Regions from separate parts of the Sus scrofa genome. Here regions 1 and 2 are each linked to region 3. The links are chromatin contacts, called in public HiChIP or PLAC-seq maps. All regions are on one chromosome and are shown on one strand. Each heading gives the region's core, a stretch centred on a gene start, on an enhancer-like site or on the middle of the called end of the contact. The rest is flanking DNA. Distances are from core to core; before and after follow the strand shown.

The links. HiChIP or PLAC-seq counts read pairs in DNA pulled down with a chosen protein or histone mark.
Region 1: an H3K27ac HiChIP or PLAC-seq map of alveolar macrophages shows a contact between it and region 3. The contact joins the promoter of GNB4 here to the promoter of ZMAT3 in region 3. A contact is called at or near these places in 1 of 5 promoter capture datasets (fetal liver) and 1 of 2 datasets of contacts at active chromatin or transcription factors (alveolar macrophages).
Region 2: an H3K27ac HiChIP or PLAC-seq map of alveolar macrophages shows a contact between it and region 3. The contact joins the promoter of ACTL6A here to the promoter of ZMAT3 in region 3. A contact is called at or near these places in 2 of 5 promoter capture datasets (fetal liver and liver), 2 of 47 Hi-C or Micro-C datasets (embryonic fibroblasts and omental adipose tissue) and 2 of 2 datasets of contacts at active chromatin or transcription factors (alveolar macrophages and skeletal muscle).

Annotation. Positions count from the first base shown.
Region 1 is chr13:117,511,577-117,515,374 of Sscrofa11.1, reverse strand. It overlaps GNB4 (guanine nucleotide-binding protein subunit beta-4), which reads left to right and starts at 1,988. Exons shown (of 10, transcript XM_021069860.1): 1 at 1,988-2,318.
Region 2 is chr13:117,596,550-117,600,489 of Sscrofa11.1, reverse strand. ACTL6A (actin-like protein 6A) reads right to left here and starts at 2,075. Exons shown (of 14, transcript XM_003132545.5): 1 at 1,853-2,075. The coding sequence starts at 1,877.
Region 3 is chr13:117,145,980-117,150,089 of Sscrofa11.1, reverse strand. ZMAT3 (zinc finger matrin-type protein 3) reads left to right here and starts at 2,451. Exons shown (of 7, transcript XM_021069855.1): 1 at 2,451-2,710; 2 at 2,885-2,974.

The DNA.
Region 1 (3,798 bases), core at 739-3,238, 370 kb before region 3:
CTAATCACCTCTCAAAGACCTATGATATCTGTTAAGTGCCAGTCGCATGAGAATAAGACAGAGAAGAATCTTAAAGAAAGTGGGATTTAGGAGTTCCAGTTGTGTATCAGCGGGTTAAGAACATGGCTAGTATCTACGAGGATGTGGGTTTGATCCCTGGCTTACTCAGTGGGTTAAAGATCTGGTGCTCTGTGGCTGTGGTGTAGGCCAGCAGCTCCAGCTCCAGTTCGACCCTGGCCTGGGAACTTCCACATGGTGGAGGTGTAGCTGTAGGAAAAAAAGAAAATAAAAAGAAAGTTGGCTTTGGAGTCAACCCAATCTGGATTCCATGTAAGGCTATGACACTTTCTGTATAATTCTAGGTAAATGCCATAATCTCACTGAGCCTCAATTTACTAATCTGTAAAATGGGGATAGAATGCACATTGTAAAGTCAGTATGAGAATAATACAATATCAGAAAGCAGGGAGTCTGGAGTTCCCGTCGTGGCTCAGTGGTTAACGAATCTAACTAGGAACCATGAGATTGTGGATGCGATCCCTGGCCTTGCTCAGTGGGTTAAGGATCCCGAGTTGCTGTGAGCTGTGGTGTCGGTTGCAGATGTGGCTCAGATCCCAAGTTGCTGTGCTCTGGCGTAGGCCGGCAGCAACAGCTCAGATTAGACCCCTAGCCTTGGAACGTCCATATGCCCTGGGAGTGGCCCTAGAAAAGGCAAAAAGTCAAAAAAAAAAAAAAAAAAAAAAGAAAAAAAGAAAAAAGGAAAAGAAAGAAAGAAAGAAGAAAGCAGGGAGTCTGGTACATAATAGGAATTTCTTAAATAAATAACAATTTTCCTTTGCTTCCTCCTAAAAATGACAAAGCTCAAGATTTAATCATTAAAATCTATAAACAGTTACAGTTGCAAAGGACCCATTCAGGTCCCAATCAACCTTCCAGACACCCCACATTAAGAAATGAAAATTTGGGGGGGAACCCTATAATTTTATCATCCTAGTACCACAGCTGTTTCCATTTTTGTTATGGTCTGGCTTTTATACAAAGGGTCACATTTTCTCCACAGCTTCAGTCAGGGTGCATTCATCACAAAGGTACTAGAAGATTTATTCCAGGTGATAGTGGGAAGCTGCTGAAGAAGAAATGGAAGGCTGCGGAGGTGTTAAAGTTCTCTGAAGATATTGTTCAAACCTTTCTCCAGCACAGAAACTCGACAAAGAACTCCTCTGCAGTTTTCGTTACCCAGGGCTGTTTCTTTAAATTGTTTGACGTCAGAGAAGGAATGCTATAGCAACAGTCTGTCAAACTGGAATTAACTCAGAAGAAAGATGGGGGTGGGGAGAGGAAAATTGCTCCCGGGCGGTACTGACTTCAGAGGAAGCAAATTTGGTAGATGCATTCATTTTATGACATTTTAAACATAAAACACCCAGAGAAATGTGGGAAAAGTCGGTTGCATGTGATGTTTTAACTCATGCAGAGACAAGTGACTTGATGGGGTTATCTGGAAGGCCTCCTTTCATCAGTGACAATAGTAACAACTTCCAAGCATTGATTATTTATTCAGAGGTAGGCTCTGTTTAAATGTTATCTCATTAAAAATTTTAGCACCTTTATGAGGCAGATACACTATCCCTATTTCGCCGGTGAAACTAAGGCCCTGAGACGGTACAGGATCACAAAACTAGCGACATTAGAGCTGGGATTGCAGTGCAATTTTGTAAGACTCTGGGCTTCAGTTTACTCTCTTACATTTAAAATTCCAGAAATGTTAAACCTAAGCGGGACCTTGAGATCTTCTAAGTCAGCCCCCCTGCCCTACCCTCAAGCAAACTGAGGCCTGTACTGTGCCGGGAAGGAAAACTGGCCAACCCACTTGGGCGCTACTCAGAAGTGTGCTCCGTCGTCCAGGCGCTGCACCAAGAAAACGAAACTGCCTGGGAATTAATGTTTTTCTTCTCCTTCTAGCAGGAAACGAGATAGAAAATAGGAAGCAGAAGCTGTGCGCAGCGCCAGCTGCCTTCGCCCCCTGCCCAGGCCGCGCACGCTCAGGGGTCTGCGCGCGCCCGCGCCGCGTCCCCGCGGGACCCGCGCGCCTCGTGCCTCGCGCCTCGCGCCTCAAGCCACGTCCCCGCCCCGGCCCCGCGCGCCGCAGAGTTGGCTGCTGGGCGGCGCGGGCCTGGGTGTGGTCGGCGGATCTCCGCGGCGTTGGTCTCGGCGGTGCGCTGCGCTGCGCTCCGCACGCCCGGTCCGTGCGCCAGGAGCTGCGAGGCGCCCAGCCGACCCTCGGACGCCGGGTCCAAGCCGGCCCGAGCTCCCTCCAGGTAGGCGGCTGCCGCGCAAGCTGCGGCTGGTCGGTGCGCCCCGCGGGGGCATCTCGGGCTTCCTGCAGGGGGGCGTGAGGCGCCGCGAGGCTGCCCCGGCGGAACTCGGCCCTGGAGGCGGCCCGGGTCCGGCAGAGTTCCTCCTGACCCGAGGATTGGGAGCTCCGGTCGGCGAACCCTGCCTGGGAGGACGGGGCGGGCGCGCCTCGGTGGCGCTCTAGTGCAGGGACCGGCCGTTTGGCCGCAGCTTCGGACACTTCCTAGGCCCTTGGGACCGCTCGCTCTGGGCAGCGAGGGGGTGAGCCATGGTCCCTGGGCTTTCGACCCCTAGGTGCCTCTCCGCACCCCGAGGTCCCTTCGGGGCACTGGAACGCGAGCTGGTGTTTGTCCTGAGGATAGCGATTATTCAGGGCTGCCCAAAAGGGTTATTGGGTCGAGAGCCCTGGGAGAGCTCATAAAAGTTCTCCACTGAGTGCTAAAAATGAGTCCATTAGTTTCGTGTTAAATTTATTTTGGAAATATGATGCACAGTAAGGGGGGGTGTTAAGAATTTTGAATACTTTTAAGTTCAACACATGATAAAATGTTTTCCTTTTCTCTCCACGTTCTTTTTCTGCTTCAGAACACAAATAATTTCCTTGTGCTTTGATATTTATTGCTCTTCCGTCGGTAAAGGAAGATAGAATTCCCAAAAGTTTAAAAACAGGCTTAAATTTGTTTATAGAAGCAGTTTGTTATTTTGCATCTCTCTCTTCCCTTTTTTCCTACTCCTTCCCTTTCTCTTTTAATAAAGGGTGTGGACGCATCTTTCTCCCTCCACTGGCAGAATAGCTCGGTCTGTGAATTAGCACCCTACTGGAAAGTTTTCTTAAGACATTCGGCATTGAATTGTTGATTAGAACGCTTTACTATCGGTCCATCTTAGTGTTGCAAACTGAGATTGTGACCTTTAAGTGTGTCTTTTAGAACAGAAACAGAGCACACTCTCCTTCTTTAAGATGAAAGAGAAGTCATTTCTAGTCGCCAAGGAAAACAATAGTCTGTATAGGTAAAGTTGTATGCTTTGAATCTCTTCGCCATTGCATATTTTTATTTTTTAGACTTTTCAGTGTGGGGCTTTTGGTTTATTACTGATCCTGGGCTCTGAAAGTTTATTGTATATTTCAGTATTTGGTTACAGATCATTTAAAGACTTTACATGTTGCATTTTGGTTTGTAGATGAATTTGAAAGTGAAATAGGAACTTTAAAAATATCATTTTATTAAATGTCTTTTAATTCTCTTGTATACACACATTTATGAAATTATTTAATCTGAGTGTGATACATTTATGTTCATGTCTGTGAGCCATAGGTGTTATTTAGGAGATTGTTCTGAGTTAGCCTTTGTTAACTTACAGAATTGCTTCTTTTATTATTTTTTCCAGCTTTATTGAGATATTAACATGACATTGTGTAAGTGTAAGGTATACAATGTGATG
Region 2 (3,940 bases), core at 826-3,325, 450 kb before region 3:
TAAATACTTTATATATGAAGTAGACTTTAAGATATATTCCTCTACATAAGCAAATGAGACATAGGATATTTATTGTGAATATCTAAATCATATATGAATATGCTGTGGTTATATACTTGAAGAACGGCTTATGGAGAAACAACCAAAAACCTTTTTTTTTTTTTTTTTTAAGTGGGAAAGGGTTTTACTGAAATGCCTTTTCTTTATCCCAGAGGTTCCTATTTCCCATTTACTAGAAAGTTAGGTAACTCTAGGCTAGCTACTTAATCTTTTCTAAACCTCATTTTCCTCTTTAATAATACAGGGATAAGCAGTACCATCCCCCACGGTTGTTGTTGATTAAGTTCATGCATGTGTTAAATGCAACAGCAAGCCTCTGGAACAGTTCTTGGTACACAGCATGCACTCAATAAATGTTAACGTTCGCATTATTGGTATCTATTTCTACCTTAATCACATTAAACAATGCCTTGTAAGGAATTACTCAGTGGGTAGCCTTTAGGTCCTTGGATCAGTGAACCTGAAAGTCAATACAGTCAGTAGCCTTCATGAGGCAAAGGCACATAGATCCAGTTTTTCTGTCAGGACTGCATCTTCAGATGGGAGAGAAGTAAATCATGAAGATCCACTAGGCTTTCTTCAAAGTAAAAATGGGAAACTACTAACTCTCACATTTGAGAAATTAAAACTAAGAACATATACAGGGAAGGAGGGGGTGAGGGTCAGTGTGTCACCTGAGACTCAAGCTTCATTTCAAAACTACTAAGAACTTTAAAAACCTTATTTTCATATCCTACCTATAAAACCTCTTCAGAAACAATATCCTTACTAAACACAACAACAAGACCAACATTTTGGGTTAGGAAATCATATAACTCAGTGCTTCACCTAGGTATCTTGCAAAAAAACGGAGGCTCTAATTCAGTATTTTCTAAAGAGCTTACAAGTGAAGCTGATGCTATTGATCTTTGGCTCATACTTTGAGTAGCAAGTGTAGCATTACCCCCCCTTAACCTTCACAATCATCCCAATGGGTAGGAATTTTCATTCCACAAACGAATCGTCTGAAGTTGGGAAAAGTTAAACAACTTGCCCAAGGCAAAGAGTTTAATAAAAAGTGAGGCTGATATTACAACCCAGGTGGATGTAAGCCCCAGCCCGCGGAAATCTTTCACTATACCGCGCACCCCACTCATTCTTAAATTACCCATATCTCTATACTAACCCTGAGCAGACCCGCCCACGAATAACTCTGGAGAATCCACAGTCAACATATATGCAGGAGTTATTGAAAGGTGAGGCAGCATGAGTGCGGAGCGCGGACGGAGAGGAGGCTGCGTCCGGAGTGGCCGCCACTCCTCCAATCAGTTCCAACCCTCGCGGCTCGCTTTGCCATCTCCCCGACGCCGCGAAAACCCGCGGTCCACACTAGCTAACTGCCGGGACCTCCCAAGTTTAAACACGCAAGCACGCACACCCCAACAGAGCCGACTGCCTGAGAAGAGCCCCTGAGCCGGCCAATCCAGTCGCGGCTCGCCGGGCCGGGCCCCCGAGGGGAGCTGTCCGCCCAGCCCCGGGGCGGCGTGCACCCCCAAAAACCGGTTCCCCGGCGGGCGGAAACTGGAAGAGGCCCCAGGGGGCGGCGACTCCGGGCGCCCGGGGCGATCGTGGAGCCGGGTGGGCTCCGGGGGCGGGCAAAGCGCGGGGCGGGGATGGGGCGGGGAGGCCGGGGTCCCGAGAGGGGGAGACCGGAAGGGCCGCCGGGGAGGGGAGGGGAGGGGAGGGCTGGGGGCGGCGGTTACGAACCCCACACGCTAAAAAGGCGCGCTCTCGAGCAGCCGCACTCACTCACCTCCCCCGTACACCCCGCCGCTCATGGCTGCTGTTGACGCGACTCCTACGCTAAAGGACACCAGGCGAAGCGACCGCAACCGCCGCGACTACAGATCCGGAGACGCTCTAGCCCCCGACCCTCTTAACTTCCACCGCCACCCCCCTCAGGCAACAAAGCGGCGTCCACACACCCCGGAGCGCAGTCACACTTGCTGGCTCCCCTTAGCAGCCAATCACAAGAGGCCCGGCTATATTTCAACCAATAAGAACGAGGCTCTGCCGCGCTCCCCGTCGCGGCACAGCCAGTTTAGCCAATTGAAAACAGCCATGGGGGCGGGGAGAATGGAAAGCGACGGAAGGAGAGGAGTTGAGTTGCGGAACTGGGGGGGGCGGAGCTTCCCGAAAGGGCCCGAGAGTGGGGCGGAGGGAGCGGGAGAGGGAGGAGGCAGGCTGTCGGCAAGAGTATGGGGCCGGACCAGGGGGTGAGGCTGCGCGTGGAGGAGCGGTGGGAATCCGGCAAATCCAGATAAACCTCTAGAAGGGGGTCTGGAATCCTCTCCATGCGATAGTTCCGACGGCTTTGGATATTGGTGAATGAAGAATTTTTTTAAAGCTATTTTCAACGAATTTATGTTGAAAATATTAACGTGCCATGCGCCAGTTTGGGGTAGGGAGAATCTGTAAATCGGACAAACCGATAGGACCGTGAAGTTTTTTAAATGGTTATGAATAGTTGAAAGAAGGGAATGATACAGTATCCCGCTAAATTTAGGTAGCACTTTACAAGTTGTTTTTCAAAGTGTCATAAATTTCTTTTATCCTCTGAGCCAGGTGTAAAGCAATATAGTCAATCCTCCTCCAAGCGATCACCTAATCCTAAATACATCTCCAACCTGTCTATTTCTACTGGTACAGATCACCGTTGTCGCTCCTCTGGATTACTACAATAACTTGTCGCCTTGCCCTTTTAGCCATTTTGCAGGCGGCTTGATTTATGAAAATACCCAAAGCATGGTCATGTCGCTCCAGCTAAAATTCTTAAGATCAGTTGTATGTCTTCATGGTTCTTGGTCTGCCTAGAGTCTAGACATATAGGTACCTCTTATCTTAAGAACAGTTGAATAAAGCCGCATCAGTCTCAGTGCCAGCAGCAAGGCTGAAAGTGATAGTAGGGTGGGGAACAAGGTTAGGGAGAAAACCCTTCCCTATTTACTTAGTGTAATGGCAGTATACCTGATCATTTAGAAATTCCCGTTTACCCAATGAGACAATGCAGAAGTCAGCAAACTATGGCCCCAGGGCCAAATCCAGACTACTTTGTTTTTGTGTGGCTGTTGAGCTATTAATGACTGTTCCAGTTAAAAAAAAATTAATAATTTTAAGAAAAATATTTCGTGACGTGAAAATTATGTAAAATTCACATTTATCTAATGATAAGCTGTTTTACTGGAATATGTTTGTGGCTGCTTTTTTGTCTGAAGGGCAGTGTTGAGTTTTAGTACAGAGGCCATAGCTGGAGGCTATATTTACTATTGGATCACTTATAGGGAGAGTTTCCTGACCCCAGTGACAATGCATGTAACACATCTAACACATCTAGTACCATGCACAAAGTACTCTGGGTTAACTGTGGCCCCATGATTACAGTTCTCACTGCAGATACATACATACATACTGTAAATAAAATTCTGTCTCCACTCTGTTTTTATGTTGTGTTTAATAAAGCCGATGAGTTATAAAATAAGATATATGGAATTCTTGTCGTGGCTCAGCAGAAATGAACCTGACTAGTATTCATGAGGGTGCAGGTTCAAGCCCTGGCTTCGCTCAGTGGGTTAAGGATCTGGCGTTGCCATGAGCTGTCGTGTAGGTCACTGACACAGCTCTGATCTGGTGTTGCTGTGGCTGTGGCATGGGCCAGAGGCTACAGCTCAGATTCAACCCCTAGCCTGGGAACCTCCATATGCCCTGGATGTGACCCTAAAAAGACCAATAAATAAATATCAAAATATTTGGTAATAGCTAAATTTTGAAGAGAAAACTAGTTGTGTGTATAATACACAATAATCCATTTCTATCAATTTCCCATTTAAATTCCATGTAATTC
Region 3 (4,110 bases), core at 1,202-3,701:
ATCACTTTTTTTTTTTTTGGTCTTTTGAGGGCTGCACCCAAGGCATATGGAGGTTCCCAGGCTAGGGGTCTAATCGGAGCTTCACCTGCCAGCCTATGCCACAGTCACAGCAACGCCAGATCTGAACCATGTCTACGACCTACACCACAGCTCACGGCAACACCAAATCCTTAACCTACTGAGTGAAGCCAGGGATCAAACCTGCAATCTCATGGTTCCTAGTCGGATTTGTCTCTGCTGTGCCATGACAGGAACTGCTAAAATTATCACTTTTTGCAGTGTTTCTATGATACTATACATATAAAATCCTAAAGATACCACCAAAAAGCTACTAGAGCTCATCAATGAATTTGGTAAAATCAGAGGATACAAAATTATACAGTAATCTATTGCAATTCTATACACTAACAACAAACTATAAAAAAAAGAAATTAAAGAAACAATTCCATTTACCATGATATCAAAAAGAATAAAATACCTGGGAAAAAAAACCTACCTAAGGAGGTAAAAACCTGTACTCCAAAAACTGTAAGACATTGATGAAAGAAACTGAAGATGATACAAACAGATGGAAAGATACACTGCGTTCATGGATTTCCAATAAATATTGTAAAAAGAACTGTACTACCCAAGACTATCTACAGATTTAAAGCAATCACTATCAAAATACCAATGGCATTCTTCACAAACTAGAAAAACTAATTACACAAATACCCTGAAGAGCCCAAACAATCTTGAAAGAACAGAGCTGGAAGTATCATGCTCCATGTCTTCAGGCTATACTACAGTAATCAGAACAGTATGGTACTGGCACAGAAACAGACACATAGATCAATGGACCAGGATAGAGAACGCGGAAATAAATTTCACACTTACATTGCCAATTAATCTATGACAACTGAGACAAGAATACACAATGGGGAAAAGACAGCCTCTTCAATAAATGGTGTTGGGAAAACTGGACAGCTACATGCAGACAAATCAAACTGGACTATTTTGGAGTTCCGGTAGTGGCACAGTGGTTAAGGAATCTGACTAGGAACCATGAGGTTGCGGGTTTAATCCCTGCCCTCGCTCAGTGGTTTAAGGATCTGGCATTGCCCTGAGCTGTGGTGTAGGTTGAAGATGTGGCTGGGATCCCACGTTACTGTGGCACTGGTGTAGGCCGGCGGCTACAGCTCCGATTAGACCCCTAGCCTGGGAACCTCCATATGCCACGGGAAGCGGCCGTAGAAAAGGGGGAAGAAAAAAAAAAAAAAAACTGGACTATTTAAAAACAATGTGGTCATTTAAAAATTTGGCACAAAGTACGTATACATAAACAGAAGCTTAGTTCAGAAAAACTCTTGTTTTCTACCTAGGCATGATGAATTACACTGCACAAATAGCCTGTGTACATTAGCAGTGGTTGCGATTTTTAAAGCATCATTGTATATATTAAGTTATTTCTAGAAAACACTCTATTTGGTTTGTTGGTGATAGTATTGGATGGCGTGCTTCAGCCAAAGAAAAAGCCTCAATTTGCTGCAGTAGTTTGCCTACAACTATTAGGACACATCTTGCTGTATGTAGATCTCCTTGACATTTTAATTAATTATTAAAAAATAAACACAACTTGTGAATGTACTTAATATCACTGAACTGAACATTTAAAATGGTGAAAATGATAAATTTATGTTATGTATATTTTACCCCCCCTCCCAGAAAATATTCTTATTGTATTCTTATTGGAGAATTTACTAGTTAATACCATTTTAGAGCTGGAATTCTCTCGACTCATCTCTCAGTGTCGTCCCTGAAAGCGTTGAGGTTTACTATGAGAGGATGTGACATTTTAGTCTTAAATGTCTCTTCCTGGTCTTTTCTGTCTTGCAGGTGAGGCTGAGGGGACGGGGAGCAGCGCGAGCAAGAGAAAGTCATCTCTATCTTGCCAGCTTTGGGTGCTGGGGAGGGTGTGTGTGTGTGTGTGTGTGTGTGTGTGTTTCTCGAGTCGGAGGGTGGGGGGAATTCTTATGTGATTGGAATTCTTTATCCTGGAAGAAGGTGCAGTTTCAAGGTTCTGCCGCAGGAGTTTAAAGGATCCTGGATATTTTGGCAGCTCCTCTCAGTCGCCTGAGCCGGCAATCAGCAGACTGAAGGCGGGGCTGGAATGAAAACAGTTGGGATCTCAATGACTGGAGGTGAAAGTTGCAAAAACTCTGTTCAGGTTTCTGCTCTGTATCAACTTTCCAGGTTATATGATAAACAGCTTTTAGGGTCCGCGGTGGTGTATCAGCCCTCTGACTTGTGCCTTTGTTCCTCAGTGCCCCTGCGCTCACAGTCCCCGCACATGCCCAGCGCGCACCGCACCCGCCCGGGATGCTGGAGCCGCTGCCGCCGCCGCTACTGCGGCCGTCGCCTGGCCTGCTCCACCAAGGACATGCGCACTGGCGACGCCGGGCCGGCGCCTTCAGTCTCCTCCTCCGCCGCCTCCCGGTTCCGCAGTCACTTCCTGCAGCTGTTTCCCTGTGGGTCCGGTAGCACTGACTTTTGACAGTCAGCCTTCAGCTGCGGAGGGGGCTTGCCTGGGCCAGCTGAGAAAGTTGCGCGGAGGGAGGCAGAGTTGAACCCGGCGGAGACGAACCAGGCAGATTCGAGCGCGCAGGACGGACGGCGGCGGGTGGCCGGGGAAGACGCGGCGCCTAGACTCCGTCGAGTCCCGGGGGTTCCGGTAAGTGCGGGGTATCGCGAGCCTCGGGGAATATAGGACGAGCCCAGAAGCTAAGGGACTAGCGGTTCCTTTCCGGTGCGGTCTTTCCACCTGTGCTCCACGTGACAGGTTTGCGCTGCTTTTATTTATCTGGTTGTTTTTAAGCATTTCACGTGTACTGTTTGGATCATCTAGGCGTGCAGCTGCCTTGGCCCTCGAGCTTGCCCCCGCCCCGTGGGAGACCGGGGATTCCATCTTTCGTGATGGCATCCTTATGGGATTGAGGTGCGTGCGTGTGAATGTATGTGTGTGTGCGCGCTTCTGTATTATGCATGCACATTTTAGGAATGTAGGGTATATGTGGGCGATACTGAAGTACATGTAGCTTTGATTCCAATATGTGAAAGGTTCCCTAGGATTAGGAACCGTCGTAGCTGAGACTGGAAAACATTCGCCAATTCACCCAGGCCTTTTCTCCCCCAGATTCTTGCGTTCTTTTGGGTCTTCTTTATGCGATGTACCTTACCTCAACTAATTATTTTTCTATTTTCCTCTTTCTCATTCCTTCTCTCTGCCTTCTGATGACCTCTGAATAATGCTCACCGTCTTTCCCTCATTTCCAGAATTTCCAGTTACAGACTTCCCTAGTTTGCTGAGGGTGCTGGTAACCTGTTTCTTTATTGTGTTCTCTTTCCTCAGAAGATTTTTCCGAATGAGAAAGTGGTTGTCTTTAATACAGTATGTGAAGAGTAGGCCCCAGTCTGATCATTATAACTATGCTATGATCTTTCGTTTTCCTTAAACAGGGTACTCTGTGAAGCTTTGGTTTTCTTTATTGTTCCTTCAATCCCTTCCACACCGGGTCATTAACCATCGTAAGTCCTTCATTTATGCCACTTTAAGCGTCAAATTGAACGGCTTTTATGATCTGAGGAATATTTTATTTATATCATTCATCAAGTTAGTTTCTTTTAATCTAATGCAGTAGTTGAACACAGCCGCATTTGCTTTGAGTCTCTTTATGTTCCACCATTCGTGCTTTCGTTTTACTACAGAAGGCTTCGTTTTACTACTTCTTGTAGATTTTAGTTTTATGCTACTGTTAAAAAATTTTTTTAAAGCATAGTAATATCTGATGTAATTGTCCTGCACACATTCTTTCGGGGTAGTTGACATCATTTTTATTGTTACATATTATAAGAAAAAATTTTAGACTATGTAGCTTTTCTTCAAACGTTGTAAAGGTAAAATGTGATAATAGGTAAGTTTGTTCTTGGCCAGAATTTTTTCTTGGGGAGGTTATCAGGCCTTTATTTCGACGGAAACCTGTAGAAGATACTGGAGGAGCCCCATGCTATTTCCTCAAGTGGGAGTGAGCTTTCATAAAACAAGTCCAGACATGTCTAGGCGATTGGTAGCAT